4 separate regions of the Sus scrofa genome follow, and regions 2, 3 and 4 are each linked to region 1. The links are chromatin contacts, called in public HiChIP or PLAC-seq maps. All regions are on one chromosome and are shown on one strand. Each heading gives the region's core, a stretch centred on a gene start, on an enhancer-like site or on the middle of the called end of the contact. The rest is flanking DNA. Distances are from core to core; before and after follow the strand shown. Region 1 has its middle 130 kb from the start of TMCO5A. Region 2 holds the start of SPRED1 (sprouty-related, EVH1 domain-containing protein 1). Region 3 overlaps LOC106506784 (basic salivary proline-rich protein 2-like). Region 4 overlaps LOC106506784 (basic salivary proline-rich protein 2-like).

Evidence for each region. HiChIP or PLAC-seq counts read pairs in DNA pulled down with a chosen protein or histone mark.
Region 2: a contact with region 1 is called in an H3K27ac HiChIP or PLAC-seq map of alveolar macrophages. The contact joins the promoter of SPRED1 here to the enhancer-like site in region 1. A contact is called at or near these places in 4 of 47 Hi-C or Micro-C datasets (alveolar macrophages, embryonic fibroblasts, skeletal muscle and 1 more) and 2 of 2 datasets of contacts at active chromatin or transcription factors (alveolar macrophages and skeletal muscle).
Region 3: an H3K27ac HiChIP or PLAC-seq map of alveolar macrophages shows a contact between it and region 1. The contact joins two enhancer-like sites. A contact is called at or near these places in 2 of 47 Hi-C or Micro-C datasets (embryonic fibroblasts and fetal skeletal muscle) and 1 of 2 datasets of contacts at active chromatin or transcription factors (alveolar macrophages).
Region 4: a contact with region 1 is called in an H3K27ac HiChIP or PLAC-seq map of alveolar macrophages. The contact joins two enhancer-like sites. A contact is called at or near these places in 1 of 47 Hi-C or Micro-C datasets (heart right ventricle) and 1 of 2 datasets of contacts at active chromatin or transcription factors (alveolar macrophages).

Annotation. Positions count from the first base shown.
Region 1 is chr1:133,248,705-133,256,283 of Sscrofa11.1, reverse strand. No RefSeq gene overlaps it. Among named protein-coding and RNA genes, the nearest start is that of TMCO5A, 130 kb to the left of the region's middle. Within about 2 kb of position 4,258, at least 4 of the 83 cell types and tissues checked have an H3K27ac peak or open chromatin away from gene starts, as enhancers often do. A contact at or near this core is called in alveolar macrophages, where this site is marked.
Region 2 is chr1:133,012,880-133,020,458 of Sscrofa11.1, reverse strand. SPRED1 (sprouty-related, EVH1 domain-containing protein 1) reads left to right here and starts at 3,734. Exons shown (of 7, transcript XM_003121622.6): 1 at 3,734-4,908. The coding sequence starts at 4,877. LOC106506784 (basic salivary proline-rich protein 2-like) reads right to left here and starts at 4,848. Exons shown (of 3, transcript XR_002345566.1): 1 at 3,867-4,848.
Region 3 is chr1:133,039,482-133,047,060 of Sscrofa11.1, reverse strand. All of the region lies in intron 1 of LOC106506784 (basic salivary proline-rich protein 2-like), which reads right to left. Among named protein-coding and RNA genes, the nearest start is that of SPRED1, 27 kb to the right of the region's middle. Within about 2 kb of position 2,885, at least 8 of the 83 cell types and tissues checked have an H3K27ac peak or open chromatin away from gene starts, as enhancers often do. A contact at or near this core is called in alveolar macrophages, where this site is marked.
Region 4 is chr1:133,116,944-133,124,522 of Sscrofa11.1, reverse strand. All of the region lies in intron 2 of LOC106506784 (basic salivary proline-rich protein 2-like), which reads right to left. Among named protein-coding and RNA genes, the nearest start is that of SPRED1, 100 kb to the right of the region's middle. Within about 2 kb of position 5,027, at least 27 of the 83 cell types and tissues checked have an H3K27ac peak or open chromatin away from gene starts, as enhancers often do. A contact at or near this core is called in alveolar macrophages, where this site is marked.

The sequences.
Region 1 (7,579 bases), core at 3,009-5,508:
GTGGCAACATCTCCAATTAGACCCCTAGCCTGGGAACCTCCATATGCCATGGTACAGCCCTCAAAAGAGAAAAAAAAAATTAAGCTTGTTACTTTAAGATAATTACAGATAATTAATTACAGATAATTACATGCAGGTCTAAGACATAATACAGAGATGTCCCATGTATCTTTTACCCAATTTCTCCCAATGGTAACATCTTGCAAAACTATAGTATAATGGAGTTCTCCCTGTGGCACAGTGGGTTAAGACTCCGGTGTTGTCTCTGAGGCAGCGCAGGTTCAATCCCCAGCATAGCTCACTGGGTTAAGGATTTGGCATTGCTGCAGTTGTGGCATAGGTCACAGCTGTGGCTCGGATTTGACCCCTGGTCCAGGAACATCCATATGTTGCAGGTTCAGCTGAAAAAGAAAAAAAAAAACTGTAGTATAATATCAGACCCAAGATATTAATATTGACACAATCAAGACAGAGAAGAGTTCTATCACCACAAGGATTCCTCATATTGCCACTCACTTCCCTCCTATCCCCTATACCCTTTGTCCCCTCCAGCATCCACTAATCTTTTCTCCCTTTCTATAATTCTATCATTTCAATAATGCTATATAAATGATATTTTACAGTTTCTAAACTTTTGAGATTGGATCAGCATAATTCTCTTGAGACTCATCCATGTTGTTGGATATATCAGCAGTTCATTGCTGAATAGCACTGCATGGAATGGATGCACCTGTTCATCCATCAATCCATTTGCTCATTCACTGACCCATTAAAACCATCTGAGTTGTTTAAAGTTGTTTTTTTTCTATTATGAATAAAGCTGCTATAAACATTTATGTGAAAGTTTCTGTACGAACATAAGTTTTCATTTCTTTGGGATAACTATCCAAGAGTATAACTGCAGTTATATGGCTGTTGCATGTTTAGTTTGTTTTTGTTTTTTAAAACACTGCCGAAATGTTTTCCAGAGTGGCTATGACATTTCACATTCCCACCAGCAATGTATGAGTTTTCCACTTTTTCCAAATCCTCACCAGCAATTAGTGGTGTTATTTTTTATTTTAGCTTTTCTGATAAATGTAAGTGATACTTCATTGTGCATCTCCCTAATGGCTAATAATGCTGAACATATTTTCATATGCTTACCTATCTGAATATCCTTGGTAGAAAAACATCTCTTTATGGGTTTTTCTCATTTCTTTTTTTTTTTTTTTTTGTCTTTTTGCCTTTTCTACGGCCGCTCCCATAGCATATGGAGGTTCCCAGGCTAGGGGTCTAATCAGAGTTGTAGCCACCAGCCTATGCCAGAGCCACAGCAACGCAGGATCCAAGCCACATCTGCAACCCACACCACAGCTCACAGCAACACTGGATCCCTAACCCACTGAGTAAGGACAGGGACCGAACCCGCAACCTCATGGTTCCTAGTCGGCTTCGTTAACCACTGTGCCACAACGAGAACTCCATGGTTTTCTCATTTCTTAAACCGCTAAGTTTTAAGAGTTCTTTATATAGTCTAGATACTAGTCCTTTGTCAGATATGTGGTTTACAAATATTTTCTCTCAGTCTATATCTTGCCTATTCACCCTATCAACTGGGTCTTCCATGGATACATCGGATTTAATTTTGACTAATTCTAATTTATCAAACTTTCCTTTTATGGATTGCACTTTTTAGAAAGGGAGCTCACGCCACTGACCTATAAAAAGTTCTTTCTTCAACCAAAATGCTCACCTTGTCTCCAGAACCCTCCTACTAGCTTGCATTTCTACCTATGAGTCTGGAGGAAAGTGTGGTAGAAGTCTTGTCACCTCCTTTTTGAGAATCCTTTTTCTTATCACTCTGACACAATTTTCACAGTATTTGTGCACTGGAACCATCTTTGACATATTCTGACTCACTTTCTTTCTAAGTCTACAATTATTCCCAGAATCTTCACACTTAAGGTCCATGCAAGTAGGATCTCTGTCTTTTGACCTTAATATACGGCACAGTGTATCTTGCATCTCTTGCAAATAGTTACTCAATAAATATATTTTGTTGAAGAAAAAGAAAAATTTGGAGTGTTTAAGAGGGCCAACATAAGCCACATTTTAAGAAAACTGCCTTCTCCATCTAGTTCAGCTCCTTACTCAGAGTAACATAGTAACTAGATCCAGTCACTTAACTCCTTGCTCTTCACTTTTTCAAGAGTAAAATGGGTATTAAACTTGGTTATATGAATATACCATATGAATACGCTTTATCATATGAATAAAAAATATATTTGAAGTTCGTGATGATTATGACCAAGTAGTATTCAACAGAATTGCTTTTTGTTTGTACACTTGGTAAAGATAGCTCAAATAACCAGTTTTATAGGTAACAGGCTGAGCAAGTGAGTTCAAGAGTTCAGAAGTGAGTTGCTAGCTCCACATTAATTCAGCCTGTTTCAAGCCTCATTATATGACAGCTGCCACAAGGGATAAGCCTCTGACTTAAGTGACTGCTCAGCCAGTGCTGATGTTCCATTCAATAATTGTCAGCAAATGCATCTACCTGTGCAATCTCACTTTTGCTAACAGGTTAATCTCTCCACGAATAGTCTCAAACGCAAATATTCTGGAAGAGAGTACAGCACAGGGTGTGTTAGCAGAATCACTTTTGGGGGAAAAATTAGTCAAGATAATTGTGGTTGCATAAATGGTTTCTTCCAAAAGGGCAGAGAGTCAAGCATTAACAATCAGCAGGGGACGGAATGTACAGTACAGTAGAAAGAGGTGAGAGGCAAGGAACAGAGCAGTAAACAGCTCAAGCAAACTGCTTTTGCTGTCTGGAAAGGGTCTCCAGCTCACTCGGTACAAAGTAGTGGGTCCTCCTGGACTCTAAAAACTTCTTTCATAAGCTCACAGAATAGACCGCAAAGGAATTGTTTGACACTAACAAGAAAGTCAAAAAAAGCATCCAAAATGAAGTCCTATCTTTAAGCCTATACTCACTGGAAGCTAAAGGTGGAGCTTGGGATGCTAAAGAAATACAGTTATAACTCAATAGAAAATAATTTTAGCAGTATCTGTAGGAGGAAAGGAGGAAAGAGAAGCAGATGAATCAGACTAGCTTGGGTGTATAAAAGGACCAGTGGGAGTGGTAATGATCTGGGATAAAGTGGAGAGAAGAAGGAGACAAATGGAGAGTTACCAGGCTCTCTGTGTTTGACATAATTTTAACTCTTGACCCCATAATGTCAATTAGGCCTGCGGTTTTATATATAGTATCTACACACCCATTGTTCACTATTCATAAGAAGTGCAATTCAGGAAATAGGTATTGTAAAGTGGTCTTTATCGCTGATTCAACTCTCTCAGAACTGAGAAGCTTAAAAGAGAAAAGGATTGAGTAACTAGTGTGTATTTATAAACAAGAGGCTTTTTATATGATGGGGGAGATGTAGTTTCTTATTGGAGGCAAATTTGCTGCCATAGAACATTTTTGGTTAAAATATCACAGGTAAAATATCCTTTACCACCATATAAAACCTCCTGGAATTCATTCCACTGTCTTCTGGGGTATACAAGTGTTCATTGCTGGTTTGTCCTCAAGATGAAAAAAATCTTTATTGTTCTTAGGAATTATTTTATTTCCTGCCATCCAACCTCCCTGGTAAGAAGGAGCCACTCCATAGCTGCAGGCTCCCCTCTTCTCAGGATCTGTGATGTAATTTGCAGACTTCCAAAAAAGTCAAGCTTACTGAGCCCTGTAGCTGAATCCCAGTAACTGGATCAGGAAGACCCAGCCCAGAACATGTACCTCATTTCTGGTCATCATACCCCTTCCTGCCTTCTTTTGTGCCAGTTTTGATCATTGCCTGGAACACAGATGATTAAGCCATGTCTAGGCCTTACCCTAGACTTCCTCTTCCTTGTCTTTCAATGAATAATCCTCAGATTCTAGCCACTTAACCTCCTAAATATCTCAAGTCCAATTCTCACCAACCCTATTTAGGCCACCATTAATTTAAACCTGTATTATTATCATGGCCATTAATACCTCCTCCAGCCTCCACACTTGCTTTCAAATTATTCCCCATGTTGCAACCAGATTAATCACCCTCAAGTGTGCATTCTCTTCTTAAAGGACTTTGGTAACTTCCTCTTGCTCCCCAAATAAAGGCCAAACTCCTTAACAAGAAAAAAGACCTCATCCTGATGTGACCCTACTTACAGCACTGACTTTGTATTGCTCACCCATCCGCCCACACCTACCTCCAATCTAGACTCCAGACACACTGAATTACTTTCGGTTCCCCAAACAGGCCATTCTCTTTCTCATTTCTTAGCCTATGTCCATGTGTGGGACATTACCCTTTTCCTACTCATCCTTAGGTCCCTACTTTGATGGCACCTCCTCCAAAAGTCCTTTCCTCACTCTCTCAAATGAGTTATGAGCTCTTCTAAGAGCTCTCAGAGAAACCTGTACTTTATCCTGCTATAGAAGTTATTATGGTAGAGTGTAACGGCTCTCTTACTAACTTGTATCACCCCTTGGACTGTAAGCTTCAAGAGGTCAGACTATGAGGAGGTCTTCTCACCTGTACACCCCTCACATCTCCTTCATATCCTGGCATATCCAAGCTCCCCAGTAAATACTGGCTGGATGAACTAATGCACACCTATGCCGCAGGAATGAGGTCATGCCTCTACTTAGCCATTCCTTACACTCTTCAGGGACAGAAGTCTTATGGCTGGACTCTGCTTAAAACCCTTCCAAGTCTTATCATTGTTCTTAGAATAAAGTCCAAAAGCCTTAATATGGCTTAAAAACCCTACTCCATCTAGCCTTATGGCAGCCAGCCCCCAAGATGGCCCCAATGAACCTGGCCTTCTGGTATTCACATTCTTCTGTAGTCTCCCCCACAGTGTATCAGTATTAGTTTGTATGACCAAGACCATACAGTACAAGTGAAGACATGCCACTTTTGAGGCTAGATCATAAAGGTCATGCATCTTCTGCCTCTCTCTATTTCTCTGGCAATTCACTTACTCTGGGGAGAGTTAAGTGCCATGTCCTGAGCAACTCTAAGGAAAGACCCATGCAGTAAAGAACTAACGTTTCTGGTCTAAAGCCAGAGAAGAATTGAAGACTCCAGCCAATAACCAAGTGCAAGAACCTCTTGGAAGCAAATACTCCAATCCTAGTCAATCCTTCAGATTACTACAGCCCCAATCAATATTTTTATTGTAACCCCATGAGAGACCCTGAGCCAGAATCAACAATTAAGCCACTTCTTGATACCTGACATGGAAACTATGAGATCATTAGATTTTGTGGTCTTAAGGCCCTAAGTTCCAGAGTCATTTGCTACACAGCAACAAACAACTAATGCAATACTCTAACCCTACCAGTGCCCACTGCCCCTTGCTACATATCTCTCCTTCCTGAACTATGATAGGTTCCCTCTTGCCTGCGGGTCTTCTCACATGCTGTTCCTTGGCCTTTCTTGGCCATGACAATTGTCTAATATATCAGCCTAAACAGCATTTTCTCAGGAAATTTTGCTGTCACTCTAGACCAAGATAGGCCATTTTTTACATGCTTTCAGGACAGCAGGAATTTTTTTCTTCTTAGACCTTTCACTATCCATCATATCATTCAGTAACTATTTGGGGATCACCAACTAGTCACCAAACACTATACTGTGAAAGGGGCAAAGCAAGCATTATCCTGACCTCATAAAATTCAAAATCTAGAATAACTCTTCACTTAATTATTAACACAATCATTTACTGATTGGACATTTGTAATTACTTGTTGATCTCTTTTATGCTGGCATAAAATCCCATGGGGATCATGCCTTATTGTTCCATAGGATTGCCCCAGTGTCTAGCCATGCTTTCAATTATTCAAAGCATACACAGCAAACCAAGAGTAGCAAGGTCAAGAAACCACATCACAAAACTCAATCTCCCTTACTTTCCTAACAGATTCTTCTGTCACACTTTCATATGATTATCTTCCTCTTCCTTTTCCCTCCTCTTTCTCTCCCTAAGGACACCAAGTATCCTCACTTGAGCACAAAGGGCTGTGAACAGTAGAAGGGGACTAAGTCAACGAACCTAGGTTTATTTTGTTTTGTTGTGTTTTGTCTTTTTAGGGCCACACCAGTGGCATATAGAGGTTCCCAGGCTAGGGGTCGAATCAGAGCTATACCACAGCCACAGCCACACCAGATTCTTAACCCACTGAGTGAGGCCAGGGATGGAAACTGCGTCCTCATGGACACCAGTCAGATTCATTTCCGCTGTGCCATGATGGTAACTCCCAAACCTAGGTTTTTGACCACTAAATAGTGATAAAGTTTGGGGAAAGATCTCTACCCTTTCTGCATTTTCTCTTTCTTTATTTGGGAAATGAATGAGACATATTAGATGATCACTGAAGCCCTTTCAGAGCTCTGAGCTTCTATTTGATCCTATTCTATATTAAAGTGTTTATAATCAGCCTGATATATTGCATCTGTATAGAACATTTAATTTTTGTTAAAGTGCTTCCCCACCTATTATTTTACCTGATACTTACAATAAACTAACAATGATAGTAGTAATCCTATATTACAGGTAAGGCAATGGATGCCTAGAGGCATATGAGGGTTTGAGATCTGAAGGATTTCCCCTTCAGTCCCATAATATCCTTTGTCTAAATATTATATTAATGCCTCCAAAAGACACAATGCTTCTCCCCATGTAATACTGTGTTTCATGTGGACATTGAATGCTAGAGACCTCAAAGTCTCAGACAGCTTGGTGAGCATAGAGTGACCAGTGATATATCTAAGAGTCTACATACATAGGACACTGAGCACAGGTGAGAGCACTATAACTCCATCATGGTGCTTTGGGGATTAACTTAAGTTTGCCTTTCAACTTAGAAGAATAAAATTCTTTTAAAATGTCAAGATGAAATCATCTGAATCACTCCAAGAGGCTGCTGCTCCTTTGCCTCCTTCTCTGGATTTACCTCCCCAGCCACCCCTGGGGTTCTGTTCTTAGAACTTCTTCTCTGCTCACTCCACCTCATCTTCCTAGTGGAGTCCATCTACACCCACAATTCCATAACAATCCATATTCTGCCAGCTCCCAAATATTTCTATCAAGTTCCAACATCTCCAAGCTCCAGATATATGTTGCCAATCATCTAGCAGGATGCTCCATGGCCACACCATGCCTAAATACTCCCCTGGGCCTCAAAGTCTAAAGTACCCCACTGTGACTCTCCTCTGACCATGACCCTCACCACAACATGAGGATTCTCCAGGTCACTTGGTTGTGTCCATGCAAAGCTCACTCCCCTACTTCTAAACCATGCTCCATGTACCCAGGACCAACTCTCAGAGCCTCCAGTGTCCTCCTTCCCATGCTGATTCTCCTGAGGGCAAATAGCACCACACATCTCTAGGTATGAAGGTGGCTCATTGTTGGAGGTGTAGACAGAGCCTACAGGCCAAAGTGTCTTTATACAGTGCATTATAGAGAGAGAGGTGGAAAGGGAAGTGGGGTGAGTCATGGGCCTGTGCATTTTCACACAGCCACATTACGGCACAGA
Region 2 (7,579 bases), core at 2,485-4,984, 240 kb after region 1:
AGTTCCCATTGTGGCATAGGGGAAATGAATCTGACTAGTGTCCATGAGGATGAGGGTTCAATCCCTGGCCTCCCACAGTGGGTTAAGGATCCAGCATTGTCACAAGCTGTGGTGTAGGTCACAAATGCGGCTCAGATCTGGAGTTGCTGTGGCTGTGGCACAGGCTGGCAGCTGTAGCTCTGATTCGACCCCTTGGCTGGAAACTTTCATATGCTGCACCTGCAGCCCTAAAGAGAAAGAAAAAAAAAAAAAGAAAAAGAAAAAGAAAGATAATCATATGGACCAAGTGGTCTGGAAAGAGGGAGGAAAAGCCTTGAATTGGAGCCCTACATGCCATCATTGGTTAGTGCCTCTGTGAGAACAGGCCACCTTTGCTGTGCTTCTAAAACCTGGTCTGACACCGTCATGGAACCCAGAACCCACTTGTACTTTAACTTTGATGATGTCCTCCACTGGCAAGTAGCTGGCAATTGTGCTGTTGGTTCATGGATGCTTTTGATAATTAATCCTCTATAACAGGTTAAGTGGCTGTGGCTAATTTCTAAAGCTGAGGGCAATAGCATTGAGCGCCACCTGTGAGCACCAGCTCTTCACGATCAGCCTCTTTTCAAAGATATACCTGAGAAAACACAACCAAGCACATACAAGTGTCCGCTGACCTGCTGACCCGACATGGCTGTAGAATCCTTCTTGACTAGGTCTCACTAGCAGCTATACCAGCTGAATGGAGTTGGAACTTGGGTGAAATTGTGATCTATATTTATCTTCTAGTGTGGCTTTTCAAATCTTATTGGATTTGCCTTCCTTAGCTGAACCTGCTCTCTGTCCTTGATCAGTATCTATCTTAGCCTGTGATATACCTTGGACTGCCCTTTTTTGGGGTCCTGCAGGAAGAGCTTTTAGTTAGGGATGTGTTTGGAGATGGGATTACACAAGTAGCTACAAGGAAAGGAGGAGAAGACTGTAAAGGGCTTAAGAAGGACAACTGGCATACTTCTGAAAAAGCAGATTTGTCAGAACTGTTCCAAATCTGCTGAGCAAAATCTCTGGGGTGGGGCCTAGAAATCTGCATTAAAGCAGTACTTGCAGTGCACATTAAAAACAAAAAAACTTTATTATGGAAATGTTCAAATATATAAAATAACAAAGAAAAGTTTCCTTGTGGTGGGTTAAATTGTTACTGCTGTGGCGAGGATTTAATCGCTGGCCAGGGAACTTCGGCATGCCACAGGTATGCCCTCACCCCCACAAAAGCAAGGAGCACACAATCTTGTCTCATTTAAACTACTCTCTACTCCTCACCCCACTAGATTATTTTGAAGCAAATCTCAGATATCATATCAATGCATCTGCAAATATTTCAGTAGGTATTTCCGAAAGATAAGGACTTAAAAAGCACAACCACAACACCACTTCTGTGTTATCAGCAATCTTCACTTAGTGTTTGTTTCCCCAATTATCTCAACTTTTAAAATATTTATTCAAATCAGGATCCAAATAAGGTCTCACACAATGCATTTTCTTGTGATGTCTTTTGTACCTCTTATAGCCAAACACTGGGATAGACAAGAGCAGCTGCTGATAGTCAGACTAGAAGACCCCTGGACTCTGAGCCTTATTGCAGGACCATTTCTGATGGTTTCAGGGTAGATGACTGAGCGCTCTGGCCATACAAAGAAAATCTTTCTTTTAAAGTTGGTAACAACAACTGAGTGAGAGGAGAGAGTTACAAAGGCACCCTTTAAAGAAGAGCACAGAAGGGTCCTGAGAGTGGCCCAGGGAACACCAAAGGCAGTGAACGGATTGTTGACTGTGCTATCATTTATTGATGGCTTGCTAAGGACCAGACCATGTGCCTAACAAGAGTGGGACATGGAAGAAAACCAATGGTTATTTGTTGAATGAATGAACAAAGCTACTGAATGCTTTACACTGAAACTTCAGAGCAACTGCCACCATTTTGTCATGGAATTTATTATTATCTGTTTTGTAAAATCAAGGTGAGAGTGAAGACTTCAGCTCTCAATCTGTTCCAAGTACTTTATGTATACTATCACCTAATTAATCAGTACAGCAGTTCTATGAGTTAGGTACTATTATCCCCATTTCATACAGGGACAGAATGTAAATAGCCTGCCTAGAACAAAAATTGTCTAGAATACAAATTATAACTGATGGGACTTGATTCAAATCCAAGCAGCCAATGTGGTGAGCAGCAGTATTGGAAGGAGAGGGGGCAGTTCCAACACTTCTCGTCACAGTTTCTTTGCAGGAACAATATGAAAAACATAGGTTCAGAGGCAACTTCTGACTATTGCCTATCCCCTTTACCTCTTCCTGTCACTAACACTACCCCTTCCTTGCCCTGAGAAAGGACAATTCTGCTGCAAGACAAGAAGCAAGAGTTATATAAAACCTCAGAAATCAACGGGAGGGTCTTTGGGCAGACTGATTCAACTCCTTTATTTATTCCTCTAGGATTGACTAAGCACCTACAATGTCCAAAATACTATATAAAGGCTTGGTCCAGACTCTCTGGAACAGCAGTCCTGAAACTTCCTGGAGATGGATGGCAAACGAGTGCTGACTTATTCGGCAGTCTCCCACTTTTTCTTTCTCAGGAATTGTTCTATTCCTCAAGGTGGCAGGAGCAGCAACCTTCGTCCTCGGGTCGCACAAACCCAAGGAGAGAAAAAAAGCACTGCACACAGAGCCATACTGATACCTAGGGAGATGCGTCAGAAACTTGGGACTCAGTCCACCAGGCCTGATCCAGTACAGGCTGCCTTTCTAGGTAGGTAAGAGATAATAGCACTTGCAGAGCCAGGAGCTGAGTCCTCTGGTCCGGCAGACCCTTAAACTCTGGCCCAAACCCCAGTAGGTTTCTGTGCAAAAACCTTTTGAGCTGAATGCATACATTGTCCTCTAACATTGCAAACGTGACAGCTGCCTATTGAATAATTGTTCCGCCTCGGTTTAGAGCAGTTCGTGCGTGCCACAGAGGCATCTTCTGCGCTATAGTTATGCAACCTCACTCGCAGCGGGAGTTATTTCCTGTGCTTCTGGCTGCGCCAGATTCATATAACACGCCTACCCAGGGCTTCAATGGAAGTCGTTCTCCATTAACAACCACGCTAGCTTTTTGAGATGAATGCCCCGCACAGAATACCCCTTGCTCAGTAAGAATCCAAGGTATTTAAACTCTTTCTCCCTCTCTAACACACACACACACACACACACTCCTTCAGTGCATGCAGCTAGGAGACTGCAGCAGTGCAACCAGAGGGACAGCAGGAGGAGCTCTCTTTGTACATGTAGTCCCTTCCCTCCAACCCCCACCAACTAAAGATGAACTCATGCCAGTTCCATTCTTTGCTCTGCAAGGAAAACACACACACACACACACACACACACACACACACACACACACACACACACAGCTGAACAGAGGAGCCTCCATTGCCTCCTTGAGCACGCTGTCATCCTAGCCTCTAGGTTCAAACAACCCGGATATTCCAAAGCGAGTTAAGGGGAGTACCGCGCCGCCACAATGCAACCTCCGGAGCTGCTCCCGGTGCAGCTCCCACCCCCGCCTCCTTCCGCGGCGTGCCAAGAGTTTGGAGCGCGCGCACGCACACGAGCACCGTGCCTGCGTATCCCTCCGCCTCCCTCCTCCTCTCCCCGCTCTGTGGCTCGACAACGATTTGGGAAATGAAGGGAGGAGGGAACTACTTTCCTGAAACTTGCTATGCTGCACACGACTTCGAGTTGCGGTGATTCGTCCTGAGGTCGCAGCTTTTAGCCCTCCTACCCACTACACCCTCACAGCCCGGTCACCCCGCTCGGCCACCCCGCCCCATACCCACTCTGGTTCTCCGGGAAGCTGGCGGTGCGGGGAAATCGCCAGGGACTACTTCGTCTCCTTCTCCCGCGGGCGCCCCCGGTTCGGGCAGCGGCGGCGGCGGAAGGAGCGGGCGGCGTGAGCGCTTCCGCCGCCCCCCTCGCGGCTCCCCTCTGGCGGGCGTGAGGAGCTGACCCGCCGAGCTGCTGCTGGGCGCAGGCTGCTGGGGGACCCGCGGCCGCTCCCTCGCTCTCCCGACGCTTCTCGTGACCCTGCCCCTGGGGCGCGTCGCTCTTCTCCGGCCCGGCTGGGGGCGGTCGGTCCGCCTGCCCCTGCCTCACACGCGTCCCGCCGCCCCCTCCTCCCTCTTCTGGAACCGTCCCGGCCAGAGCGTGTCTGGAGGAATCCGCCGCCCTGAGGCCCCTCGCCCGCTTCTGCTCGTCCGGAAGGACCGGCCCGGTCGCCGCCGGGGACTGAGGGCAGCCGACCGCGAGGCGGGAGATGGTGGGGTGGGCTTCCGCAGGACCGCGCTGCCGCCGCCCGGGTCTGGGCTCGGCACCCCCCCGCCGGCCCCCACCGAGCGGAGCCCTGCTTCCTCCTCGCCGCATCCTTGAGGGAAGCGCCGCCTCTGCTCCTGGGTTCTCCGCCCGCCCGCTCCTTCCTGGCCGGACCCCGCCGCGCTCCACCCCAGTGGCCGGAGGAGCAGCTCTCCAGTCTGCCTTTGCAGCCCCCCTGCCTTTTTTCTTCTCCTCCCACCCTCCCTGGCTTCCTCGGATCTCTTGGCTGGGCGCTGAGGCGGGCGAAGAGGCTGGGGTCGCCACGGTGGAGGTTGTCGCCGCCACCCCCCTGCGGGGGTGGCCGGGGTTCCCGGCTGGGGGGGTACCGTTCCGGGTGAGACATCCACCATGGTGAGGCCCCTGAGCCGCTGCCCCCGCGCCCCCCCGGCCGCCGCTGCCTCTTGCCCCTCGGTGCTGCTGCTGCTCCTGCGTCTGCTGTTGCTCCTCCATCTCCAGATCGGATCACGGTGAGGGAAAGATGAGCGAGGAGACGGCGACTTCTGACAACGAGTAAGCACCTTACTGATCTTGATTACTTACCACCCCTCCCATAGCCCCCTTCCTTGGCACTCCCCCAGACCCCTCAGAGACTTAGGTGCTTGCAACCCTGGAGAGTTCGGTGCATCTTGCTGTGGAGAAAACATTTGTTTTTTTAGCCATTTTATTTAATGGCTGCACCCCACCCCCTCACCCCCACCCCCAGCCTTTAGTTGCTTTCATCTGGGGGAAGGTATTTAGTGTTGGGCTGGGATGGCAATTGTGCGCTCGGGAGATGGAGTGCTGTAGATGCATGGAGGCGGGGTAGAAATTACCCCAGTGCCTGGAAGACCTCTGGCCTGTCCTTTTTCACTTTAGCATGCCGGTCAGCATACCTTGAATATCCGTCCTGCCTCCTTTATAGCAGTTTCTTTCGGAAACTAACGTGTGGGAGCACCTCCTGCCGCAAACTGCTCTTGAATCTTAATTCGATGAGTCAGTGACTCTTAAATACCGATTAAGCCCCCCCCCCTTTTAAACTTGTGACCTGTAGGATTCTTGTAAAAAAATGGGGCGAGGGAAACATTTTAATAATTTAATAGCATTAAGGACACCTTGAGTGTGGGAGATGTTAAACTATACTGTTTTGCCTTGCGAATGCTGGACTTGTCTTTATCAGGAGCGTAGAAGGATTTTGAACGCTCAGCTATAAGGATTTTTATCTCTCTCAGCTGTATTTTGAAACACACCATTTACGTTGATTTAACAGTGTTTACATTGCTGACCTTTTTGATGACTTCATTCATTAACTTCTAGAGCATCCCGGCTTAAGTTCTTGTTTATTTGGGCTGTCCTTATGTTTTCCAAACGAAATACTGTGCCTTTAGAATATTTTGCTTTAACGTAACAGCTGCCTGGAGGAATAATGATGCGGCAACCGCTTTCTGTTGAGACGGGATTTAATTCCATGCTGCTTATTAGCATCCGTTTCTTGTAATTAAATTCAGGTTTTGATAATCTTTGGAGGGTTATAAAGAGTTAAGTGAGTTATAAAGAGTTAAGTGAGTTAGGACTAGTAGGACGCATTCCTTTAAGTAATGTGCATTCCTCAAGTCAGACCTTTTTGAGAGAACTTTAAAGTCCGAAGCCTAGGCTTGTTTAACGTAAAGTAGCTTGAGAAATGCCTTGCAGCGTCCCCCACCCCACCCCCCCCAGCGCTCTCTTCTGCTGAGCGGGTGTGGGAGAAGGTAGATTGCTGCAGTGTCAGTGCAGTCTGGAAGCAGAAGTGGCCGCCATGTTCTCTCTCTTTTTGTGAATCGTTCTCATTTGCATAGCACACTCTTCATTCATAAAAAAATAATTAAACATCCATCACCTTGGACATCTTGAAAGGATTTCCCAAGAAAAAAATTAGAAGCTCAACTGTCTGCCTTGCTGTAGATTTTTGAGTTCAGAAAGTAAGGAGAGTTCGAAGTTATAGGTTAAATTCAAAAATAGACGCACACACAAACAACTACCCCTGTTCTCAGAATGTTGACACAGTTATGTGGGAAATATCAGTTCGGGGAGGTGCTGGGATCACGTGATCGCGTCCATTCATAAAATACCTGGCTGTCCATTCACAGTGCTGTACACTGTCTCACTGCCTTCCGCAGATTAGACCTACTTTGAGAGAGATCAAAAAGTATCTCAGATAACGCAAAGTTAGTAGAGAAAAACTGCTAAAAATCCTGAACAGATTGACGATATTTTTTCTAGTATCGTCTTTTAAGAAAGTAATCTGGATTAAAATGTTAAGCTCTATGTTGGTGGGAAAAGACTAATTACCATATTTAAAGTAAAATATTAAGTATCTTCTTTTTGGATGTAGCTAATAGAAAAACTGATAGGGGAATGTGAATTGACACACGTGTAAAATATAATTTTTAAGTGGGCTCTTTTTTTTTTAACACTTTTCATGAACAGATTGAGAGTGCAAATTTTGGGTGTAGTGATTATCAGTGGATGATACAGCTGTTAGACTGAAAATGAGTAAATATTCCTGGTGATTTAATTCCAAAGATGTTGATGTTTGAAACAACTAATGGCAATTTTTACTGGTCCCATTACCTTTAAAAAATATATGTATATATGTATATATATATACACACACACACACTCAATATGGGTCAATTTGAAAATTATCTCACTCAGCCAGACTTTTAGAATTCTATTTTTGCAAATTTATCCTGTTTTATTGGTAGATATTTCCTTACTAAGGGTTTTGTTATGTTTTGTTAGGTGAAGAATTATATGATTTAGCATGCAATATTTTGCAATGAGATATTCTTCATAGGGACAAACTCTTGGGGGTTTTACTTAAAAATTTTTTTTTATTTTAGTAAGTGGTTTGTTCTTCTGGTAATGAATTTTACCAGCATTGTTTGTTCATTAGCTGAACCCCAAAGAGTGAACTTTTTTGGAATGTAGACTTTATCTTACAAGTTTATATATTTTGTCTTTTAATGTACAGAGTATTGTTTTGAAATGTCACTTTGTTACTTATAATCATATATATTATGAAGAAACAAGAGAGGTAGGTTATGGCAGACGCCCTTAAAGCCTTAGCATAGTTTAAAACTGCTTTGAGATAGGAATTTTATTTGGCCCTCTATGTATTTTTTTCATTTTCTTTTCTCTTTTTTAAATCCACAATCAATAGTTA
Region 3 (7,579 bases), core at 1,636-4,135, 210 kb after region 1:
AACCTGGCCTAGGAGCTCCATATGCTGTGGGGAGGCCAAAAATGAAAGAAAAAAAAAAAAAAAAAAACCTAGATGGATAGATATGAAAGTTAAGTGCTTGATCATTTTTAAACAAAATATACATGTTATGGATTTCAAAGCATTTAAGAAATTCTGACTTAAGAGTTCACTTGGAAATTCATTCTATCCTCCCCAGAATGGACTGGATCTAGCCTGGGGTGAATGTTAAAATCAAAGTGTTGGAGATCCTATTGCGGCTCAGTGGTCACGATCCCTGGGTTTGATCTCTGGCCTCGCTGAGGCTGAGTAGGTTGCCATGAGCTGTGGTGTAGTTTGCAGATGAGGCTAGGATCCTGCGTTACTGTGGCTGTGGTGTGGACTGGCAGCTATAGCTCCGATTCGACCCCTAGCCTGGGAACTTCCATATGCCACAGTGCAGCCCTAAAAGACCAAAAAAATAAAAATAAAAAACCAAACAAAAAAACACAAAGTGTCTCCAAAAAGTGGATCTAATTCAAGTGAGAGTTGGCATATGCCCTTATCAAGCATGGATCTAAAATCACTGGAAATGCTAAATAGGAAGAGAAGAGGTACAACTGTCACTGTATGCAGATGACATGATACTATATATAGAAAAACCCAAGGACTCAATCCAAAAACTACTTGAACTGATCAACAAATTCAACAAAGTAGCAGGATATAAGATTAACATTCAGAAATCAGTCACATTTCTGTATACTAACAATGAAATATTAGAAAAGGAATACAAAAATACAATACCTTTTTAAATTGCACTCCCCAAAAATCAAATAGCTGGGAATACACCTGACCAAGGAGGTGAAGGACTTATATGCTGAGAACTATAAAACATTAATCGAGGAAATTAAAGAAGATGTAAAGAAATGGAAAGATTCCATGCTCCTGGGTTGGAAAATTAATATTGTGAAAATGTCTATACTACCCAAAGCAATCTACAGATTCAATACAATCCCTATCAAATTAACCATGACATTTTCACATAACTAGAACAAATAATTCAAATACTTATATGGAACCACGAAAACCAAGAATGGCCAACCTATTTAGGAACGAAAACCAAGCAAGGAGGCATAACTCCCAGACTTCAGGCAATATTACAAAGCACAGTCATAAGACAGTGTGGTACTGGTACCAAAAGACAGACGACCAATGGAACAGAATAGAAACAGAATAAGCCAGACATCTATGTCAATATCTTTGACAAGGTGGAAGAATAAAATGGAAAAGACAGTCTTTCAGAAATGGTGCTGGAAACTGGAAGTGCACGTAAATCAGTACAACTAGAACACTCACATGCACAAAAAAAACCAAAATGGCTTAAAGACTTAAAATAAGACACATCAAACTCTGAAAAGAAATAAGCAAAACATTCTGACATCAACTTACAAATATTTCTCAGGTCAGTCTCCAAGCAACAGAAATCAGAGCAAAAATAAACCATGGGACCTCACCAACTGACAAGCTTTGCATAGCAAAGGAAACCAAAAAGAAAACAAAAGACAACTTACAGAATGGGAGAAAATAGTTTCAAATGATGCAACGGAAAAGGGCTTAATCTCTAAACTATACAAACAACTTATACAACTCAACAGCAAAAAGGCCACAACCCAATGGAAAAATGGGCAAAAGACCTGAATAGACATTTTTCCAAGGAAGATGCACAGATGGCCAGCAAGCACATGAAAAAATGCTCACATCACTGATTATTAGAGAAATGCAAATCAAAACTACCATGAGATACCACTCACACCAGTCAGAATGGCATCATTCATAAGTCACAAATAACAAATGCTGGAGCAGGTGTGGAGAAAAGGGAACCTCCTGCACTGTTGGTGGGAATGTAAGCTGGTCAACCACTATGGAGATGAGTATGGAGATACCTTAGAAATCTACACATAGAACTCTCATATGACCCAGCAATCCCACTCTTGGGCATATATCCGGACAAACTTTCCTTAAAAAAGACACATGCACCTGCATGTCATTGCAGCTCTATTCACAATAGCCAAGACATGGAAACGACCCAAGGTCCATTGACAGATGATTGGGATTAGGAAGATGTGATATATATAACACTGTGGAATACTACTCTCCCATAAAAAAGAATGAAATAATGCCATTTGCAGCAACATGGATGGAACTAGAGACTCTCATACTGAGTGAAATGTCAGAAAGAGAAAGACAAATACTATATGATATCACTCTATCTGGTATCTAATATATAGCACAAATGAAACTTTCCACAGAAAGAAATCATGGACTTGGAGAATAGACTTGTGGTTGCCAAGAGGGAGGGGGAGGGAGTGGGGTGGTTGGGGAGATTGGGGTTAATAGATACAAACTATTGCCTTTGGAATGGATTAGCAATGAGATCCTGCTGTGTAGCATGGGAACTATGTCTAGCACTTATGATGAGCATGAAATGTGAGAAATAGAACTGTACATGTATGTGTAACTGGGTCACCATGCTGTACAGTAGAAAAAAAATTGTATTGGGGAAATAACTATTAAAATAATAATAATTACAAAAATAAAAATAGAAAATAAAAATAAATCACTGGAATTCTGAATGATCATTATAATATCTGGAGCTCTCCCTGGTACAGAATCACTTGCAGTGTTAACAGAGTATTAACTAGGACAAAAAAAAGTGTAAATCTAATGCCAAAGTAGAGGATCAAATGTGTCTTGATGAATGATATTTAAAGGAAAAAATTCTTTAACAAAAAACCCTCCACTCATAGAAAGCATCCAATCCTAACTGGCCACCGTCACTGTATTTCCTCATCTATGACTTCTTTGTTCCTACTCCATGCTTGATTGCCACTGTCACTGAGTAACACAGCCTGCTCTAGGCACGGAGCCAGTTTGATTACAACAACTGCTTGTGTGACAGAGAAAGGTGGTTTTCAAGGCCTAGCAATGGCTCACCCAAGCTTCTGACTCTGGGGATAATTTTGTCCGTCATTCACAAGATGGAAAATAAATATCCGCCTAACCTAGTAAACCAGCAACCTAGAAATACCTATGGACACAGAGTTCTATAACCAGGACACAGAAGGAGTGATCAGATTGATCCCACTCTAGCCTTTAATAAGCACAATGAACCAACCACATCCTCAAAAGCTCAGTTTTCACATATGCTTAAACATTGGCAATCATTTCTGTTTTCCCAGGTTATGGTTATGATTTGCTCATATTCTAATCCTAAGTGCCTCATGTATGACATATGCATAAAATAGTTAAAATTTTAAATATTATGAAATAATAAGTCCTTGAATGAAAACAGCAAGTCATTTAGAGGAAGAAAGGTACTGCTAGGTAGCTTCATTCACATGAAAAGCTACTAATTCAGGGGAAAGAATCTAAGTTCTCTTTTCATCTTTAAAAGCGAACTGGATTTTAAATTAGTTTTTTTCAGAGTTCCCGTCGTGGCGCAATGGTTAACGAATCCGACTAGGAACCATGAGGTTGCAGGTTCGATCCCTGCCCTTGCTCAGTGGGTTAAGAATCCGGCGTTGCCGTGAGCTGTGGGTGTAGGTTGCAGATGCGGCTCGGATCCGCATTGCTGTGGCTCTGGCGTAGGCCAGTGGCTACAGCTCCGATTCGACCCTAGCTGGGAACCTCCATGTGCCGCAGGAGCGGCCCAAAGAAATAGCAAAAGTCAAAAAAAATAAAATAAATTAATTAAAAAATAAATAAAATAAAAAATAAATTAGTTTTTTTCAATTTCATGGACACAAGTTCTGTTTCTTTCTTAACTTATCAAATATATGGTTTCTACAAATATAGTTAAGACAATCAGAAATTATTTATATAGGTGTCCCCTTGTGGCATAGTGGGTTAAGAATCTAGCATTGCTGGACTGTAGTTCGTTGCAACAGTGGACAGGTTTGATCCCTGGCCCAGGAATTTCCATACGCTGCACTCATGACCAAAAAAAATTATTTTTCTAATAAGACGTCCGAACCATGAGACAACTGTGAAGAATATCACTTTGTATTTATTTTCACATTCCTATGTTTCCTTTTCTGACTTTCACCTAAATATAACTTAGAACATTAAAACTCTTCCAATCCCTGAAAGAAGTCTTTTACTATAATATATCTTTTGCCCTACAATGGTCTCTTCTCATTCATATAGTTCACCTGACAAACCTTCTTAACTGAGTAGAAATGTCTAACATTTGTGGGAGAAAGAAAAATAGATGGAAAGATAATTATTGCGCCACCATAAAATGAATATTTCCTAGGTTCCACTGCTATGCTAGAGCTTTACATGTATTATCTCAAACAAACCTACATGGCTGTTATTAACTTATGCCACTTTCCAAATGAAGAAGCTGAGAGGTTAAATATTTGCCCAAGGTGTTAATAAGTAGGGAGTGAAGCTTAACCAGGGCTCTTGACCAAAGTCTAGCCTTCTTTCTTCTACAGTTAGCCGGAGAGTTTGCTATTCAGAGCATTGGATGGCAAATGAGAGGGTGCCTGAACAATGAAATATACAGGATACGAAGGAATAAAGATGGTTAGGCAAGGACCACTTTCTGTAAATCAGCTCACAGCAGTAGACTCGGAAGTAGTCCAGGCTGGAAAGATCGCAGTTTTAGTCACCTTATCTTCCCTCTAGAATACCACTTCCAGTTCAGCCAGCTTTTTTGTGTGCTTTTGTTTGCAGCTGTGGTGTCCCCAGGGTACTCAGCTATCATATATTTCTGGCATGGTAGAATTTTTCTTCTTTCCTCTTAGCTGAATAAAGCTGAAAGTTTCCAAAAAGTATTCTACTAAGAGACAAAGGGGAATGAACAGGGAGGAAAAAGAAGAGAGAAAGTTTTAAGAAATAAGAAGAAGAAAGAACATTTGAAATTACAAAAGTTATGTTTACAAATGCCAGCTTTTTGAGAGTTTTTGTTTTGTTGCTTTGTTTGTTTTTTTTCCAGTCTCAGGAAAGTCTACTCAGAGATCTGTCTTTTCAATTTAGTTAATTCAAAGATCTCAAGTTTCCTCTTGCCTTTCATTGGGAGTGGGAGTAGGTGAAGCTAAGGTTTCTCTGTATAAAGTGCATACATTATCTTATTTCATAGAGGGACACCCGAAAGTGGTCTTATCATCATCTTTTTACATACCAGGAAACTGAGGTTCAGAAAATGAAATACCTTTACCAAGGGCCCTTGGCCATGTAGAGGCGGATTGGGGCAGGATTTCTGACCTGCTCCTTCTCCGTTCCATTTTACAAACTTCAGAACACTCCCTTTGTTTGTCCTGAGGCACTTCCTCCTACCACTCAGTCTTTTGCATTCTCTCTTCCACACACAGCTTCTCCAGCAGTGGAAGCAAAAGTCAGCCCTAGGATAAAACACTAAGATTGGGGCTGGGAGGTTACTTTGAAGACTTTCAGAATGCTTGGGTTCAAGTCCTTGGGGATTATTTATGTGTTACTGTGTGACTTGACCAGGTGCCTTAACCTTCCTGGGTGAGATTTCATCTGTAAAAGAGGGAATGAATCATGGTGCTACCAATTTTGGGATGAAAATTAATTATGTAAATACCTAAGTGTGAAGTGATTACAAGCAGTGTCTGGCACAGATTGGCATTACATAATGGTACAACGCTGCTATTAGGGAAGTTGCTGTGTGGAAGGAATAAGAAATTAGGAGTTTTAACAGTCTTCTAAAACATGACATATCGATCCCAATGAGTCACTCTATGCTGAGTGGTTCGGAAAATAATAATAAGCAGCAAAGAAATATCCTGAAATAGGAGTACCTTGAACTGCCAATGTTATACACTCTATTATATATTGGATCTTTTGAAGTATATGTTTCACGAGGAAAAAAAAAACATATCCTGTTGTTGAAAGATGAACTGGGGCATATCAAATTTTTAAGAGTGTATTGAGCACAAACTGATTCAAATATGGCAGAGACAAACCAGAAGTGGAGAAGAGTGCTTCACCAGCAGGGAGAGTGGAAAGACTTTTAGAGAAGAGGCAGAGCAAAGCAAAGGAAATTATTTGATTGGCTCTAACTTAAGCAGTTGCCTTATGTGGGAAAAGCTGAGTTGGCTCTTTGTGATTGGTTGTCCTTAGGTTTCAATTTCTTAACCTTGAGGCATTTCAGCTCAGGTTTGGGTTTGCTTAACTGTGAGCTACTTAAGGCTTCAAGCCACCTCAGTCTAATGGCCTTGTTTAATTTAACACTATTAGCCATCTTCTTACTGTGTCCATGTCTTTGAGCAAAAAAAGGAAATACAGATAAATTGTTGTTTATCTTGAGGCTGGAGCAATCTTCAGAGTTGATAATTAAAGCTTTCATACTCAACTCCAGCCTTCCAACTACCTTTCTTTCCAATACAGATGTTATAAAACACACTCAGAGAAGGCAGACTGAAAGCCCAAATATGAAACTCTTCCCAAATGGACTCTTCCTTTTGAAGGAAATGTTATTCTTTTATTAAAGAGATAACTATTTATCTGCATAGAAAGAGGATTACATAATTTGGAGGACTAAGGAAAAGACATTTTATAGTGATACCTGTTTAAATAAAACTTCATTGAAAGAGATACAGCTTCAAGTCAGGCCTATTTTCAATGACCTGAAGGATTTAAATAGGTCCTTTTAAATACATGCATTGTTTATGCAATGGACTGGTTAAAAAATGTCTCCAATTGTTTATTGACATAAGTAATAATGCTTTAGAGTTCCCGGTATGGCTCAGTGAAACAACCCGACTAGTGTCCATGAGAATACGAGTTTGATCCCTGGCCTCACTCAGTGGGTTAAGGATCTGGCATTTCCACGAGCTTCAGTGTAGGTGACTGATATGGCTCAGATCTGGCGATTGCTGTGGCTGTGGTGTAGGCTGCAGCTCCCATCCCACTCCTAGCCTGGGAACTTCCATGTGCCACAGGTGCAGCCTAAAATGCAAAATAAATAAATAAAATATAGGGATTATTTTTGCCATAGACTTGTTAAGACACATCTCCAAGTCATTTATTGACATAATGTTTTGGAGTTCCATTGTGGCTCAGCAGGTTAAGGACCCAACATTGTCTCCTTGAGAATGTGGGTTCTATCCCTGTCCTCGCTCAGTGGGTTAAGGATCTGGTGTTGACATGAGTTGTGGTGTAGGTAGCAGACACGGCTTGAATTTGGCATAGGTCAGAAGCTGCAGCTCTGATCTGATGCCTAGCCCAGGAATTCCCATATGCTGCAGGTATGGCCATAAAAAAAAAAAAAAAAAAAGAGAGTGAAATAAATACGTAAATAATGCTTTAAGCAAAACTAATGTTCTTGTTATAAAACATAGAATTCAGGAATTCCTGTTGTGGTTCAGTGGGTTAAGAACCTGACTAGTACCCAAGAGGATTCAGGGTCAATCCCTGGCATCACTTAGTGGATTAAGGATCTGGCTTGCCTTGAGCTGTCGTGTAAGTCACAGAGGTGGCTTGGATATGGGTGTTGCTATGGCTGTGGCGTAGGCAGCAGCTGTAGCTCCGATTCAGCCCTAGCCGGGGAACTTCCATATGCTGCATGTGCAGC
Region 4 (7,579 bases), core at 3,778-6,277, 130 kb after region 1:
AAACCTCAAATCTCCAGAATTGCAGTATTCTTAATGCCATTCCACATCAACCTTAGAAATACCTTATCAGTCAGGTTGAAATCCCTCCTCAGCTCATTTTCTACTCCACCTGTGGAGTATCTTGAATATCAGGGATCCATGGAGCACCAGTGGAATCATGAGGGGTTAACCAACACATCCAGCAACATGAATAATCATCCCTCCAACACCCAGCCCTGCCCAAGCAGCCGAACAAGAGTGATTCACTCAAAGAAAACCTACTGGAAATATTGTGAATTAAAAGGGCTGTGTTGTTGAGGAGCTGAATATTTGTTCACTGTATAAGCAAACCCACACTGATTTTCTGTAGGTGGCTGCAAAAATAAAGTTTCTACCAATTTCTTAAGAACTATATTATAAGACCAACTTGGTGGGGATTGATCTAACTAAAAGAGCCCTTTCATGGGCTAAAGAGCTTCTAATCAACAGTATCAGAGAAAATTGAGAGCTGATTAAAGAAGAAAAAAAAAAAGGTAAATCAGGCAGGGCAGGGAGGTAATTAGGCAGTCAAATGAATTATGCCAGGAACATGGTTGCTCTTTGAAAGAAAAAGGTAAGTGGGTCTGAACAAGAGTCACTCCTTTAATCTCTCAATTGATAAGTAATGTCAGTATTTCAATTTTAACTATCTTCCCAGCACTCTCCTAAAGGATCATGGGGAAAAGGTCAAAAATTATTAGCAGCTGAGTTAATAAATACACTATGTGTTTTCTCTCCCCCTTCTGAGCAAGATGAAAAGGAGAGCTTGCAGAAGGGAAGAGATCCCACTTTGTCAACTCTGGGTGAGGCAAAGCAGGATGTGATTGGACTTTGCCCACAAGTATATACAGAAACAATTCTAACTCAAGCAAATACAGATCCTCACCCTGGTTAAGGAGTCGAGAAAGAATCATTCATAAGCAAGAGAAAAGGTATTTCTTAACTGAGCCTGGAAGGAAGGAGCAAATGAAGATAAAGGAATGTAGATATGTTCAGGTGAAGATTTTAAAATACCCTAATCTTACTGAAGAAATGTGAGATTGTCAGTATTTTCTACAGCTGTTTGCAGAGGTAAAGAAAGCAATCTTGGGGGTTTACAGAGAAAGAAATGTATTTGCAGCAACCATTAGGAGATGGAGTTAGGCAGGTAATACAGGAAGAACAAACAACAGAGTTGAGATATCATGGCTAAGGAGGAAATATAAGATTTTGTGGGCCATTTGGGTTTAATTATCAGTCTTTCTTTAGCAACTTTCATAATTAGGAGCAGTAGACAAAAAAGGTGCCTCTTGAGGTCAGGAGAAACTGATTAACTGGAGCAGAAAAATTAATAGGCTGAAAAGATCACCCTGAAGTTAAGGAATTTTAGTTTCTTTTGAGGAAGGAGTCAAATGTGGTCAGAACTTTCAGTGAATTGGTAAGGGGCCAGAATGGATGGCCCTGGGACTAGAGAAGCTGAACAAAATGCATGACTAGCTCCTAAGGAAGGTGGCGGGTGGTGCTGAGGGATCTAGAAAACACAGGTCAGATCCAGGGTAGTGCCAATATCCATCAACCTGTATGAGCACAGGGAACCCCAATAGGAGTTATCAAACAGTAACAGAGTCAAAACAGCTGCACAGATAGAGGCCAAAGGAGGTGAGAACCTCTGGATTTCAGTAGCAACTCAGGCAACAGTGTCATTAATACTAAATACGGTCCAAACCACAGGGGGAGAAACTGACAAGGAATTTGCTCCTCAATCAAGGGATCAGGTATTAGGATGATGCTTGAATCCCAGCACAGACTAGAGAACAGATCAGAAGCCAGTTATGGAGCCTGGGTCTGTGCGGTGAGGCCTAGGAGAAGATGCCAAACTAGGGAGGACATGCAGAGCTCATCCAAGGCAATTTAAGCACATAGGCCACAGACCATTTCTCAAGTCTAACATGAACCCTAGGGAATAAAAATATTTTTCTGACTTTAAGTATATATTCAGGCATGGTCTTTATCAGCTCAGAGGTTGAGCAGAGCTAACGTCAGGTTGTAAGGTTTCCATTTCTATAGTTCAGTGGTTCTCAAACAGAGGCAACTTTGTTCCCTAGGTGACATTCAGCAATGTCTGGAGGCATTTTTGATTGTCACAACTGGGGAGGACTTGGATGCTGGTAAACCTCCCAAAAAACAATTATTGTTCAATCCTTGATCAGGAAACTTCCATAGGTCACAGGGGCAGCCAAAAAACAATAGCAACAACAACAAAAAATCTTTTAGCTTTATGTTTGAAATTTTTAGTAATAAAATGTTGGGGGAAAATGCAACTTCACTCCTACTCTTTGTTTAGAAAGAAAAAGTAAGACTAAATCGTATGTATTTAAGTAGACTATAAAAAGAGTGTTCTGGCAAAGCTAATTTAACTTTTGCTTCAGGAACACAGATGCAATAGAGCCCTTAGAATGTACTCCATGGATCTGAATCATTGGCATCACCTGAGATCCTCTCAGAACTGTACAATCTCAGAATCCAAGATATTCTCAGTCAAATTTGGAGTTTAATAAGATCTCCAGGTGATTCATATGCTCATTAAAATTTAAGAAGGGAGTTCCCGCCCTGCCACAGTGGGTTGAGAATCCAACTGCAGCAGCTCCGGTCGCTGCATAAGTACAGGTTTGATCCCTGGCCTGATGCAGTAGATTCAAGGATCGGCTGTTGCTGCAGCTATAGCATAGGTCATATCAGAGCTGTGGTTCAGATTCAATCTCTGGCCCAGGAACTTCCATATGCTGCGAGTGCAGCCATAAAATAATTTTTTTTAAATATTTGAGAAGGAATGGAGTAATACTTTTTATTCATTCATAAATTTAAAAAATATATTTATTGAGTCCTGTTATTTTCCTGGACCTGTTTTAAGTGCTGGGGACAGAGAATGATTAAGATAAATTCTTACTTAAATTTTAGTGAAAGAGACAGCCAATAAATAAGAAAACAGTAGTTCAATAAAACAGGTAAAGGTAGTTAGAAAAACTAATCAGAAGCTATTTTAATTAGGGAATTCAATAAGTCCTGAGCAGAACCCTGAATAATGAGGTGGTAAGCAAAGTGGAGGTGAGGAGACAGGGGAACAGCAAGTATAAAAGCTCTGAGACAGGAGCCAGACTTTCTACCATTTCACTTGTCTGAAACAGAGAACCCATATCTCTAAGATAAAGCTATTGGACTAAAAGATCCCTGAAGTCTTTCTAATTCTCTAATTTCATGACTACTCTTAAGATGACTATCCGTGAGTATCCTAGGAAGAATAGAGAATTGTATTTTTGTTTGTTGGTTTGTTTGTTTGTTTGTTTTTATTTTGGCTGTGCCTCATGTGGCATGTGGAAGTTCCTGAACCAGGGACTGAACCCATACTATCACAGTGACTCAAGCCACTACTGTGGCAATGCCATATCCTTAACCCTCTACACCACAAGGGAACTCCCAAAAATTGTATTTTTAATGGAAGCAAACCCATGCTGCATTTTTAAGGTAGCAAGTGTTAAAATGGCCACATGTGGCATGGTTCTAATCAGTATTTAAGTTGCTCATCATTCAAAGATCTGTTCTCCTGGCATTTTCTCACTTCCTCATCCCTCAACCCATAAAGGCCAGACAAAGATAATTGATACCTATTGATCCTCAGCTAAGGGCTCAAGAAGCCCTTCTATCTAGGACTCATTCCCATCACGCTCTCTTCATCTTCCATTTATTACTTGACACCCCGAACAGTGGATTCCATCTTTCAAGGATGCCAACATCCCAGGATTTGAAGCCTGAGATGAAGTTCTGAAATTTAGCAAGTGGGGTGAGGAATATCTCAACCTAGCCCTATCAAACATCCCTCGAGTTTCCTTTGGAAATTATTCACACACGAAACAAGAGTAAACTGGGAAACAAGGTATCATATTATACACATCTCTTGGCAAGTCTCTGTTCAAGTAGATGGCTTGGGCCCAAAATCTGCATGGAGTTTTACCTTCCTTCCAACCCTAAATTCACACTTTACCAGCATCAAGCTCCCGAGGGGAAGTCAGTAGGTATCCTGCCAACTTCATCTCCAGCTATCCTCCTGCTACATTTGTGATCCAGATAACATTGCAAGGAGTTTAATTCCTCAAACCCACTCCACTCTTTCTTATGTCTAAGCCTTAAGATATGCTATTCCCTCTGCCTACAACAAACACCCTTTGCACCCACAACTCTCTTCAATTGGCTAAATGCTGCTTATCCTTTGGATCTCTGAGTCCTCCCCTAGGTAGCCTTGCACTTCTACTAGCAGAGCTTTTATCACATTACATTGTGATGATATATTTACTTGTCTGCAGTCCCCCAGGCTGTTAAGGAACAGGAGGAGTCAGATACATCCTGTTCAGCTTTGTTAACACAAAACTGTATCTATGATCCCTGGGACACAATAGGTGCATAATGATTATTTATTAAATGAATGAATGTAAATTCCATTTGTCTTTTTAATTTTTTTAACCTCGCTCACCATCTTCAGATCTGTATGCATTTCCACAAACTGTTCTAAACTTTTTGAGCAAGGAAATGCTTCAGAATTGAGAACTTGCTCCCCTGGCATCTTAATATCCAAAAAAGAATTTCTTTCAGGAGTCCCAGGAAGGGAATGATGTAAAAATACGGTAGAATTCTTAAAGAAAATCCAGGAATTCATGACTCCTGTGACAGCTGAAATAAATATACTGCCTTAGTCATCACTATTCTTTTAAACCAGTTTGAGGAAACATGTTTTGCTTTTTGTTTTAAACAGGAACAGATTGCTCAGGGTTTGGGGGAGCCAGACACGAAACAGAAAGCCCTTCCTCTTTCATTTTACAAGTCCTTGCTGTCTGCCCAGCGCTGATATATTTATTGAACTGCAGATTAAACAACCTTCTTTCTCCTCTCCAAATGGCCTGGTGTGGTGTTGGAGAGGGAAAGAAATCAGGAGCACGCCTCCAGCTGCCAGCCTTGGGAGCTTAGCACTGAAGGAGGAAGGCCAGGAATTCTGCTCATCCTGGACGCAGGAAACTCTGAACCCAAGTGGCCTGAGTCTAAACTTGGAGAGGGAATTAGAGTTGAAAATTAACCCTTCAGCTGCTGGACAAGCTCAGCAAGTTGGGCAATGATACTACTTAACAGATCAAAAGAGGAGCAAGTAACTGCTATCTGCTCCTAAAGTCCTTTTGGCATTTTCTCTCTGGCTCTGGACCAACCTGTTCTTTTTTCGTTTGGGGAAGTACATAGAGGGAAACCAACATTTACTGAGTTTTTTTTATGTGCCAGCGGGCACCATATGTAGTGATTTGCATGCACTGTCTTATTTAATCATCCATACCATCATGTGATTGTATTGATTTTTATCCTCATTTTATGAAGAAATTGATGCTCCTAGAAAGCAAGTAACTTAGCCACTTAATTAATAAACAATAAAACCGAGGTTCGGATCCAAATCTAATAAATTCAAACCCCAGTATTTTTTTCCTTCTGCACCTGGGAATTGGCACCTGAAATCTTAGAAATTTGTCCAAACTTTTGAAGAGAGCACAAAATTTTAAAAGGTTCTGCACAGCTCATATCATCACAGTAACCATTCTGCAGGTGAACTATAGTTGATCATAGACAGAATATTGTTTCCAACTATAATGGTAAGACTTTTCTGAAAGAGCATTTTGACAAAGATTAACTATTTATCCAGTTAACCCAGATTCCCTTTACAATTGAGGATGATTATGACATCCATAAATTAAGTATTTCCGTGTTAAATAACAGCCCTAAGCACTTAGAGTTTTCCTTAGCATTCTCTATCTATATTTTATAGCATCTCTCCAGGGATGTTATAATGATTTGTCTGTCTTTCCCACTGCAATATGAGCTCCTAAAGGGAAGGTAGAGAGAATGTGATTCATTTTTGTGTTGCTTAACCCAAGGCCTGGCAGTCATGGCCACTCATTAAATGTTTGTTGGATTGATCTGGCAGAGACCACGACTGTGAAAACAACTGGCTATAATGGAGTTTGATAAGAATTACCATTAAAATATGTTCAAGATGAGGTGTAAGCATTTAAAAACAATCAATTAATTCTGTCTAAAGGAAGGACTGTTGGGAAAATTGCACAATGTGATGAGTTCACCAGGTGAAGAAGGAATAGAAGAAAGGCATTTCAAAGAGAGAGAGGCTTAAGCAAAAGCAAGACAGCAGGAAACAGGGCAAGTAGTTGGAAGAGGGACCCGTGGATTTGTCTTCTTGAACTTTTGAGATAGGCAGAGGAAAAGGAACAAGAGTCAAAAGAGTTAAGAATTTTTGTCAACAATATCAAAGTGCACCTACTTCTTTCTTTACACTTTGTGCTTAGCCTATCATGGAAGGTATGGCTTTAGTCCAGAAGCTCTGAAGCTGGTGTGTGCTTATAAATAGGCCATCCTCTTAGAATGCTTACTCCTAATATCCCTTCTAGGATTTCAAGGGGAAGTGAGGTTGAGTGACTTAGAAGGGCAAAGATCATCAATACCAAAGAAGCCTTTTTGGAAGACAGAGAAAATTCCCTCCTCCTAAAAGTGAGAAATGAAGGGCTTCCCAGAGTATTTGCACATGGGAGCTCCGCAGCCAAGGGCAATAAAGGGAATTGACACTGAAATAATCACTTTCCCCTCCCACAGGCTAAGGAACCCTAGAGCAGTGGCTCTAAACTTGCCTACAACTTAAGGTCACTTTCAAGTACCCTGATGCTCAGGCTACACCACTGACCAATTGATTCAGAATCTCTGGAGATGGAACTGGGCCTCATGACACTTTTAAGCTCCTTTGGTGATTCCAATATGCAGCCAACTTTGAGAACTGCTCCTTCAAAGAGTGGACAAACTGGTGGGTGGCTGGGAGGGTGAGATTGTGATATCGGTAGATCTGGGATGAGGGAAACCTTTTTCTAAGATTGCATTAAATGTTTCTTTAATGCAACTGATGTGCTTATGCAACTGATGTGAGTGTAGAATATTTACAGAATTCTCAGGCAGGTTGGCTGTGGATCACACTAGGGAAAGCCCTAGTATAACAGATTAGCCTCTGTTAGCTCCTATAGTGAGGAGCACGGAGCTAAAGTCTCTTTGAAGCCTGGCAACCATGTGTGAAAGCCATTGCATAGTCATGGATTCTATTCTCATTCCCAAGGACAATAGTGCAAATATCCTTTTAGAAGAGCCATAGTACTATGCTAAAACATTAAGTAGGAAATGTGATATACAGCACAGGATAGCAATTTCACAGACTGCTTGTCCATTTCATCGTATGATTTCTCCACCACCACCCACACTCCTGAACATTTTGCTACACAGCACATATTGGTCAAAATAATAAGAGTGTGGAGGGAATCTTAGTGATTTTTAAAGAAAATGCACCTTTAGGGCAAAAGGCAAATGCTTTTAAATAAATAGGTGCATGCAAATGTGCTTGTGAGAGCCAAATAAGAAATACAAGGCATTTCTTTTCTCCTACTGAGAAGAGGGAGACCTTTTTCCCAAAGTTGAATCAAATGTTTCTCTAATAGTGCTT